Linked DNA regions of Anas platyrhynchos: region 2 is linked to region 1. The links are chromatin contacts, called in public Hi-C maps. All regions are on one chromosome and are shown on one strand. The core of a region is the stretch at or near the end of the contact, and the rest is flanking DNA. Distances in the headings are between cores, read along the strand shown.

Region 1 (5,183 bases), core at 2,006-4,505:
GAAGGCTTGCTGCTATCAACACAAAGCATGAAGCTAATCTGGGAGTGCTGAGGAGGGGCAGCACCATGAGCTAACACTTCGGGTTAGGCACCGGATGTGAGCTGCTAAATTAGCGTTCATCCCTGGGGTGCTGCAAGGAGTCTCCAGTGATGTGAATTTGAAGCACGGCATTAACCTGGACAAAGCTCAGTCTCTTACCAGCTCCTGTTAGCTCATCCAGCTCCTCTTGTTGCTGTCAGAGACTGGGATACAGCTGGTCCCCCACGCTAGTTGAGAATACGGAGAGTGACCCAAAGCAGTAAAACACTGCACTGTGTGAGTCAAGGTTTTTCTCTCCACCACCAACCTCCTGATATGCTGATGCTTGAACTCTTCCACCGCACCCATATGTCACCTTTATGCAGCCTCTTCTTGTAAGACAGTTTATTTTTAAATAAAACCTCAGATTCTCTTTCATGTTTTGATTTAATTTTGCAGATGTGGAAATTAAGCCATGCCTGACCAGTCAGCTTTTTGTGATTGTACAAGAAGTCTGGAACAGAAATAGAAAAAGAACACATTTTTGCTTAGTTCTTACTATTCTGTGTATTGCCGTGTCTCAACCACATGCTTCAAGAACCTGACTGTGTTTCAAAGTTAAAAATAACAGTGGTTTTCTACAGCTGGCCACACCACTCTCCTGTACACTGTTCAGTCCTTGATTCCTTTTCTTTGGCCCTGTCTTTACAGAGAGGGGCTGTAAATTAGAGAAGTTGTGCTTAGACTCAGCCCTGACCCGAGGAGTCCTCGCTTGAGGTTGTGGCTGCTGATGCTCCTACAAAGTACGGGTCTCAGCTGCACTCTTGCCTAGGGTTCTGTAGGATCAGTGCGAGCTGGTGTCCTTTGCCATCCGATTGACAAAACTGATCTTATGATATGGGTAAATACCACGTCTCTAACTAGTATATATGGATGTCAGAGTGCCATCAAAAATAAAGCACCTGTCTGCCTTCCATAAACTACACCCTCAGAGTAATTGTGGGCTTTTCAGTCCCCAGCAGAACACCGAATTATGCAACACTGGTTCATCACATGACCTGCTTTTTCTCCTAAAATATCAAATTTCTGTTTGTTTGCACACAAAGGGAAAGAGGAAGGGGTTTTACGTAATACATCCTGCAGTCCATACTGATTTCCTTTTTGCTCCATAAATCTGTGTTACCTACACATACACACAGTACAATAGCCTGTAGTCACAGAGTTCTTAAGACTAGTACTTTAGTTTTAAAATGCCTTAAATATTTATATTAAATATTATAGCATGGATATACATGGAGGCAACAAAGCAAACAAAACAAGGGAGTCTTCCCACAGAGAACCCGATTGCTACCACTGTTGGCTTTGTTTGCAAAATACCCTGAAATCACACAAGAAGCTGAGTTATCTAGGTAATAGCCCAATGAGAGGAGAAGCATTACTGGACCTGGCGCTCACCACCGTGGATGGAATAATAACAGAGGTCAAAATTGGAGGCAGTCTGGGCTGCAGTGATCACTCCTGGTGGAATCTGTGATCTTGAGGGATATAGGGCTGGCCAAGAGTGAAGTCAGGACCCTGAATTCTAGGAGAGCAATCTTCCAGCTGTTTAAAGAACTCTAGTGGATGAAATCCCCTGGGACACTGTCCTGAGGGACAGAGGAACTGATCAGAGCTGCCAACTCTTTAAGAACAGCTTTCACAGACCACAAGTGCTCTGGATCCCCATGTGTAATAAATCAAGCACGGAAGGCAGGAAAATGGCTGAGCAAGGACCTGCTGCTGGTCAAACTGAGGCACAAGAAGGAACTGCACAGGCAGTGGAAGCAGGGGTATGTGGCCTGGGAAGGATATGGGGATGTCACCCAGATGCACAGGGACAAGATCAGGAAAGCCAAGGCACAGTTGGAGCTGAAGTAGGAAAAGGTTGCAAAGAATAGTAAGAAGGGATTGTAGAGGTATATTAGCTAAAAGAGGAAGGCTAATGAGGGTACGCCCCCCCCCCCCCCCCCAAAATAAACCAGAAGGGTGAACTGGTAACAACAGATATGGGGAAGGATGAGGTACTCTGCAACTTTTTTTGCCTCAGTCTTCACTTTTCCCACAACTTTGCAGTCTCTCAAGCCCTTGAGCCTCAAGGCAGGGACTGGGGGAACAAAATCCTTCCTGCTGTGAGTGAAGATTGGGTTTGGGATGACCCAATGAAACCGAACAGGTACAAGTCTACAGAGCCCTGTGAGGTCATAGGATCACAGAATCATTAAGGTTGGAAAAGCCCTCCAAGATCATCTGGTCCAAACATCTCCCTAACACAAGTGTCACCCACTAAACCATGTCCCCATGCACCACGTCCAACCTTCTCCTGAACACCCCCAGGGACAGTGACTCCACCACCTCCCTAGGCAACCCGTCCCAGTGCCTGACTGCTCTTTCTGAGGAGAAATGTCTCTTCATTTCCACCCTGAACCTCCCCTGGCACAACTTGAGGCCATTCCCTCTGGTCCTATCACTGGTTATCTGTGAGAAGAGGCCAAACCCCAGCTCCCCACACCTTCCTTTCAGGTAGCTGCAGAGAGCAATGAGGTCTCCCCTGAGCCTCCTTGTCTCCAAACTGAGCAACCCCAGTGCCCTCAGTCGCTACCCATAGGACTTGTGTTCCAGGCCCTTCACCAGCTTCATAGCCCTGCTCTGGACACGCTCCAGGGCCTCGATGTCCTTCTGGTAGTGAGCGGCCCAAAGCTGAACACAGCACTCGAGGTGCGGCCTCACCAGAGCAGAGCACAGGGGGACGATCACCTCCCTGCTCCTGCTGGCTGCACCATTCCTGACACACCTGGGCACACTGCCGGCTCATGTTCAGGTGAGCATCGAGCAGCACCCCCAGGTCCTTTCCCCTGCACAGTTCCCAGCCACCCTGCCGCAGCCCTGCAGCGCTGCAGGGGCCGTGCACCCCAATGTCCTGAGGAACCTGCCAGGCGGAGCTGCCAACCCTCTCCCCACCGCCCTTCCTCCCCCCCCAACCCGCCCCTGGCCGTGCCACCCGCCCGACGTCTCTGCGCCCTGGGGCCGCCCCGCAGGTGCACGCAGCGGGCCGGGGGCTGGGGGCTGGGGGCTGCGGGCCCGCACCTGCCGCGGGTCTCCCCGCCGCGGGGCGCCCTGAGCGGGCTCCCCGGGCCTCGGGGGCCGCCGCTCCCTGACGACAGCGGAAGGCGGGCGGCGGGGCCGGGCCGAGGGCGGCGGGCAGAGGCGGTGCGGCCCCGCCCGCCGCCGCCGCGGTGCCCTGCGCGGCCCGGCCCAGCCCAACCCAAACCCGCACCCGCATGGGCTGAGGGAGGCGGCGAGGGGCCGGGGGGACGGAGCCAGAGCCGGAGCCGGGATGTCCGCGCCCTGCTGCGCCGGCCAGGTAGGGGCGGGGGGCTTGGGGGCAGCCCCCGGGGGGCTCGGAGCTCTCCGTTGTGCTCGCGGGTCTCGGCAGCCGCTGGCGCTGCCTCGAGCTGGAGCGGTCGCTGTGGGCTCGTCCCCGCGGCTGCGGCTCTGTGGAGGTGCAGGGGGTGAAGGGCGGCTCAGCCTGCCCGTCCCCCGGGCTCCCTGCAGCTCGCCAGGGAGCACGGAAGGGGGCAGAGCCTGCGTGGGGCAGCGCTGCTGCGCCGGTGGGTCTCGGGTCCTGCGGGAGCGGCTGAGGGAGCTGGGGGTGTGCAGGGAGCTGGGGGTGTGCAGCCTGGGGAAGAGGAGGCTCAGGGGAGACCTCATTGCTCTCTGCAGCTACCTGAGAGGAAGGTGTGGGGAGCTGGGGGTCGGCCTCTTCTCGCAGGTAACCAGTGATAGGAGCAGAGGGAATGGCCTCAATTTGCACCAGAAGAGGTTCAGGGTGGAAATGAGGAGACATTTCTGCTCAGAAGGAGCAGTCAGGCACTGGGACGGGTTGCCCAGGGAGGTGGTGGAGTCACTGTCCCTGGGGGTGCTCAGGAGAAGGTTGGACGTGGTGCTTGGGGACATGGTTCAGTGCTGACATTGGTGGTAGGGAGATGTTTGGACCAGATGACCGTGGAGGTCTCTTCCAACCCTAAAGATCCTGTGATTCCTTGGCTGCTGTTTCACACACATTCTGGCAGCGCTTGAAGCAAGGTTTAGCCCTCCTCAGTCTTTTCCACAGTGTGGAAAGAACAAAGTGCTGGCAGTAGGCACAGCTACGGGGGTGGTTCGTGGCTGTTCACATCTCGTTGCTTTTTTGGTGTACCTCCTGGAGAAGCATCTTAAAACCAGGAGGACAAAGCTGTCATGAGGGCCATGTGCTGAATGGCATGGATTCAGCACGACTGAACTGTGAAGGTTTCTTAGAGCCACTCTCAGTGTAGTAATATCTAGTAGTAATGTGTTTTATTGACACTGATGCGTCACTTTGGAGTCTGGAAAGAAGCTGAACTCCTTCGTGATGTTGGAGCCTAAGCAAAAGCCCTAACCATGCAGTCATGGTGCCAGAATTATGCAATACCCTGGGGAGATGTATTCTGCTGGCTCAAACATTATTTTTGATGTAAGACTTATCTGCACTAAATACAGCATATTGTTGGGCTTGTACCAGCACACTTAGCGTGGCTAACCTTTTTATATACAGATTAAGATGATAAATGACATAAATCGTGCTTCGATAGTGTACAGTGTAACTTTTTGAAAAGGAAAAATGGTCTTTGAGTTCACAGCTAGATGAGTTCCAACCTTGATGGAGGGGAGGCTGTTATTCCCGCGTGTTCATTATAGTAAACAAGAAGGGGTAGAAGTTCTTTCTCTCTCAGCTGAACTTCTTCAGGCATTTTACAAGTACTGTTAATCAAGCTGAAAAACTGAGGAGGAATTTGGCCTCTCTTTAAACGTTCTGCAGGATGTGACCGTCCCTACAGAAACAGCAATGATATGCTTGAGGAGAGATGGGACCTTACACAGTGAGTCCTGAAAAACAGCCCTTATGCTGGTCTCTCCTTTTGGCCTAAGAAATGCTGGTTTAATGTGCGTGATATCCCATGGCGTTTGTTTTGTTGGAGTGTTGTGTTGTAACAACAACAGAAAAAAAAAAAAAGTGTTTTTGGCCTGCGTGTCTCTGCCTTGCTGTGTTTCTCTGGGTCTGCTCTCCTAGAACTGACTGGGAACTTCAGCATCCTCCTCGTGAGCTG
Region 2 (5,183 bases), core at 1,056-3,555, 50 kb after region 1:
TTCAAGCTTCAAGCTGTCACGCACTGAAGGAAAAGTTGTTTCACTGTAACACCTGTAAAACAGTCAGCCAACAAGCAATTTCCATTTCTCACTTGTTTGTGAGAGGTCCAGCAATTATAGAGACAGTTTTACTGTGCCTTTCAGATGATCTTTCTCAGCCAGGTGACAAAGACCAGAGAGATGTATTTTTACCTGGTTCAGAACCACCCAGTTGGGATCAATCTGCGCATCTCCCTCCGGGTCCAGCACTACTGTCTGGTAGGCTCTAAAGTCTGTCAAGGTGATCTCCGCGTTCTCAGGGCAGACGTCGATCCGATCAATTACTGTATCCTGGTCAAAATCAGACTCGCAGATATCCCCAACTCCATCACCTGTATGCAGCAGAGAAGCGAGAGCAGATTCATGGTGTAGCAGGAATCCACACCTGGCCTAGTCACTGCACCAGGGTGTCCAAGGAGCAGGTGAATGGAGTCTCAGCCCTGATGACCAAAAAAAATCCCTGGGGATGGGACCCAAGGAGCTCTGTCTTGGCCAAAGGCACAGTCCTGGGACACAGTGCTGTGCAGGGAGTGTATGCACACGTGGTGACTGGGGCAGGTTAAGTGTGTGTGTTGGGGAAAAACATGGTACTATAAGCACCAAATCAGCTACTGAAAGCCCAGCTTACCATTGTCATCTTCCTGCCCTGGGTTGGGGACCAGCCTGCAGTTGTCAGGGCCAGGGGGCAGGAGGTCAGGAATGCCATCGTTATCATCATCCTCATCACACTCGTCACCCAGCCCATCCTTATCGGTGTCCAGCTGGGAGCTGTTAATGATGGTGGGGCAGTTGTCTGTGCTGTCCTGGTGCCCGTCACCATCGCTGCAAGCACGGAGACAAAGAGAAACAAACAGCACACTGGCATCAGCTCCTGCCTCTGCACGGGGGAGAGCACCTGTATCTGAAGGGGACCTGCACCAGGGGCCCCCCTGGAGCTGGCAAACAGAGAAGGAGGACGTTGTGACCTGGTGTCACTTAGGCAGCTGAACAGCAAAGAGACAAGGAACAATCAGGCCATACAGTAAGGTGGCAGAGGAAGAAGGCTACCCAGATGAGGAAAACAGAAGAAAGCCTTACAGGGAGTGGGAAAAGATTCCACAGCCAGGATCCCAAATGACACGTGCTCCTAACAAGCACCTAAAGCACACCCAACAAGTGCCGTGTCACCAACCAAAAGGCACCCAGGAGACACAGTAAGAGGTCAACAGTCGGCATCTCTGCCCATAACATCCACAAGTGTCTCGGTGCTCATGAATGCGTGAGTGTGAGTGAAATCTGTGAAAGAATCTGTGTGAGCACCAGAAATCAGACTTTTTTTTTTTTTTTTTTTTTTTAAAAAAGCACCACTTTCAACCTCCTGCATACCATATCTTGTTATGTTACTTTCCCATGGGTAGCTGAGCAGTAAGGAGTCTGCAGCTCCCAAGCACAACAAAAAACATCAGGTGGTTACATGAAGAGTCACCAGTACCAGAGACACAAAGTATAGGAAAGGGTTATGGAATGGCTGCCTTGTTTTTCCATTTAAAAGGCTAAGTACATCTTAACCACTGGGACAAAGAAAAAAAGAGGGCTTGAGGGGCTTGTACTTCTTGTTTCCAACAGATTTTTATTTTTTTTTTAGCCCAAGAGCTAAATGCAGCTGTTGTATTTCTAGGATTCTGGGCACACTTTTATGATGAGATTTTATTCCCCAGGGGAGGTGCAGGGACACTTCAGACATGTGCCCAGAGATTAGGATAAAAGCCACAGCAATGGCCTGAAGTCAGGTGTGTTTTGCACACACACCACAAACAAAATGTTTTCTGGCAAGGTGGACATATTTCCCCTCCGCAGCCTTTTGTTTAGCATAGGCAGAGCAAAAGAGGCTGCGTTGCAGTTTACAGCTATGCATATTCCCACCTGTCCCACCCTGCTTAAGAAAGGTGCTTTAATTTTAGATCAGAGCAACTAATGCCTACAAGTCCTCAAGTGGAAATACAGTGAGGACCATGCACATCTGTCTGTTGAGAGGTTAACCTCAGGCAGGACAACAGTATGTTCTACCAGGAGATTCTTCCTGCAGATTAGTTAGGTTTGAGGAAAAAAATACATGTTCCTTTTTGAAAACAGGAAAAAAAACAACAAGGCCATACTTAAGAGTGAAACAGCTCCCAAACACTGGGGGCCTCATCAGCTAGTGGTTCAAAACTCTCAGAAGTGCTCCCAGCAGAAGTGGGGAAGTAGACTCCTGAACTCATAGCAGCCACCAAGAGCCACAAGGTCAGACCTTGCAGCTTGGTTGCGTCAGCACAGGATTTATCACTTCCCTTTCCCCTCGCTTCAAGTGAGGAGCATGGGGGAGGACTTGATGCCCTCAAAGGTGGTTGTGCAGAACCTGCTTCCAGAGAGGTGTCATGCAGTTTCTTGTAGGACATGCTCCCCTGAACAGTCGGGGCATGTGAAGGCAATAGAGCAGCCTTGCCACTCTTGCTGTGTCTAAAGCAAAGTGGTATATTTGGAAATGTTTTGTGCATGCTAATAAAGTTCTGAAACACTGTGTTCTTATGGAAAACCACATACCCCTTAACTGTGAAATTTCTGCTAAAGCAGAGAGAGGAATGCTAAACTGTTTCTTGTTTCTGCTAAAAAAGAGAGGAATGAAAAAGGAAGACAATTAAAAAAAAAAGAGAGCATGTTCCCTCACTACAAAGCTCTGCAAGGTGCTCATAGTGTGATTCCTGACACTGCTATTAGTGTCATTTCCACAGAAATTCATAGGAAGTGTGTGTGAACATGGGGCTGGAGTGAAGGGCTCCATTACCATACTGCTACAGGGAAGTGAACCAACAAGGCTTATAAATCACAACGTTGTTTTTGAAATGACCCCCTTGAGGAGGTATTAAAATCAAATGCTGCCTAATATGAGGGATAACAATTCTCCAAGAACCAGTAGAATGCTTCAGCTCACAATAGCCTGTTCTCTTCCCTGCTGCTGTCATAAGCTATAACACACTGTACCTGTCCTGATTGGTATCACACGAATCTCCAACCAGGTCATTGTCGATATCAGACTGCAAAAGAAAACAGAGGAAATTCCAGTATCAGCTGCTGAGAGCATCTATTAAAAAGGCAGTATTATCAAAACATAAACAATTAAAAATAAAAGCACGGAAAAATCTTTGTTTTGTAAAACCTATTTTCTTCTTTGCATCATTCATTTAACCAAAAAGTCAGTTTTATTAAAGAAAAACACATACAATGAATAGGCAGAGTTAAACTAGACTGGAGTAGTTCAGGATGAGCAGTTCAAACAAGATTCCTCAACAACTGGAATTAAGTACCCCTTATGTCTAACTGAGGTTCATCTCTTACGTGGCTTCAAAAATCTACCATGTTTCTTTAAAGCTTCCAGCATTTAGTAGTTTCAAATGGTTTAATCAGAATTTAAAACAAATCAAAAGTCTAATTGACTTCTCACCCACAAGCAGTGAAAATTTTACGAATTAATGACATCTAAATTTGGTCCTAATTAAAGAAATACTGAATGTAACCATATCATGCCACTGTGTGGTGTGTGGCATTGCACTTCATGGGACTGGAGCAGGCCTACGTTTTACAGTCTGACAGCTGAAGATACTAGTAGGGGAGAGATGTTAACAACATCCCAGGATATTAGAATACACATTGTGGCTCCTATTTTCAATGACAGAAGCAGATCAATGTCCACAAAACATCCTGAATACCTACTGATAAAAAATAAACACTGGCCGCCTCATTCTCTTGCATCTTTTTGGATCTAAACAGTCCCTTCCCTTAAATAAGGACTTTTTTTTTTTTTTTCTGCCTGCTAACCTGGTTTGGGTTGCTGACTGTAGGGCAGCTGTCACAGGCATCACCAACACCGTCATTATCCTTGTCCTCCTGGTCTTGGTTGGGAATCCTCTGACAATTATCCAAAAGGTTCTTAATACCTAACAGAAGGTGGATAGGATGTTAGTTAAAAGCAATTTATGGACAAGGTAAACATGAAGGATAGTAAAAACACTATTCCTTTCCAGCAACTGTTTAATCTTGCAATGAAATAATAAATCTGCACAGCAAATCTTTCTTAGAAGTATATCCGCTCATTTAATAGATGTTAGAAACATCTTGCTGAGGAACAGCTTATAACCCAATCACACATACTTCATTAGTTACACACACTTCTTGTTCCCCACGTCATATTACAGGATGAAACATTTTATCTTTGTTATTACATCTGAAGGGCTTTGACTTTTTCCAATTCTTTGAAGCCTCTTACAGCAACGGAAATAATACATTTTGTAGCTCCTGAGCATCTGAGACAGGCAGAGCTGGATACTCTGGGACATGTTCACATCTTTAAGGAGTTACCGAATGACCAATGACCTTAACTTATACATGAAACAAAGCTCAATTTATCTGTTATAAAGCATTCGGTGCTTCAGATGGAGACTAAAAGATATAAATTAATCTAAAAAAAAACAACAACAACAACAAAAAACAACAACAACAACAAAAAAACAAACAACTTCCAAACAGAGGTTTAATGAAGAAAGACAACATGTTACATTACACTTAGCAGCTGTTAGCAGGAAGTTTCTAATGCACAGCATTTTCTGGGTCAATTTCAAGAACATCAGAGAAGCTGTAAGTGAAGAATTACCAACCATCGCCATCCATGTCATCATCACAAGCATCTCCTTTCCCATCACCATCTGTGTCCCTCTGGTCATTATTCAGGACATTGCGGCAGTTGTCACAAGCATCTCCAAAGATATCTTGGTCACTATTTCTCTGGTTAACATTGGGAGTCAAGACACAGTTATCCTGCAAGACATAGATCCAAATTAGGAATGAACCATACCCTGAATCTTTCATTTCTACTTTAGTGGATTTATATAACCCTTGCATTTATTTCTGTTTTCATGAGAAATGTTTACTGTGGGCAGTTGGATATTTTATGTGAACATCAGCTCCAGACTAGATTTCACTGGCTCCCCCTCAAAGTTTTACTTTGAGCCACACCATGGAAACACTAAACATGAACACTGAGTACCATAAGGCTTTTATTTATAACTTTGACTTCTGATTCTCATTTTGGATGGGTTCACATGAGTAACCTGTTTTGATGCCCTGTCTTC

What was found. Hi-C and Micro-C count contacts between places; a contact is called where the count stands out from the background.
Region 2: a contact with region 1 is called in a Hi-C map of skeletal muscle, with 2.3 times the contacts expected there. The contact joins the enhancer-like site here to the promoter of SERINC5 in region 1. A contact is called at or near these places in 2 of 8 Hi-C or Micro-C datasets (liver and skeletal muscle).

The regions. Positions count from the first base shown.
Region 1 is chrZ:24,244,518-24,249,700 of IASCAAS_PekinDuck_T2T, forward strand. SERINC5 (serine incorporator 5) reads left to right here and starts at 3,256. Exons shown (of 12, transcript XM_038170078.2): 1 at 3,256-3,418. The coding sequence starts at 3,392. It overlaps CDK7 (cyclin dependent kinase 7), which reads left to right. Exons shown (of 11, transcript XM_038170171.2): 11 at 1-560.
Region 2 is chrZ:24,295,631-24,300,813 of IASCAAS_PekinDuck_T2T, forward strand. It overlaps THBS4 (thrombospondin 4), which reads right to left. Exons shown (of 22, transcript XM_027446801.3): 13 at 4,710-4,869; 14 at 3,874-3,992; 15 at 3,040-3,092; 16 at 668-861; 17 at 193-371. Among named protein-coding and RNA genes, the nearest start is that of THBS4, 30 kb to the right of the region's middle. Within about 2 kb of position 2,306, at least 1 of the 8 cell types and tissues checked has an H3K27ac peak or open chromatin away from gene starts, as enhancers often do.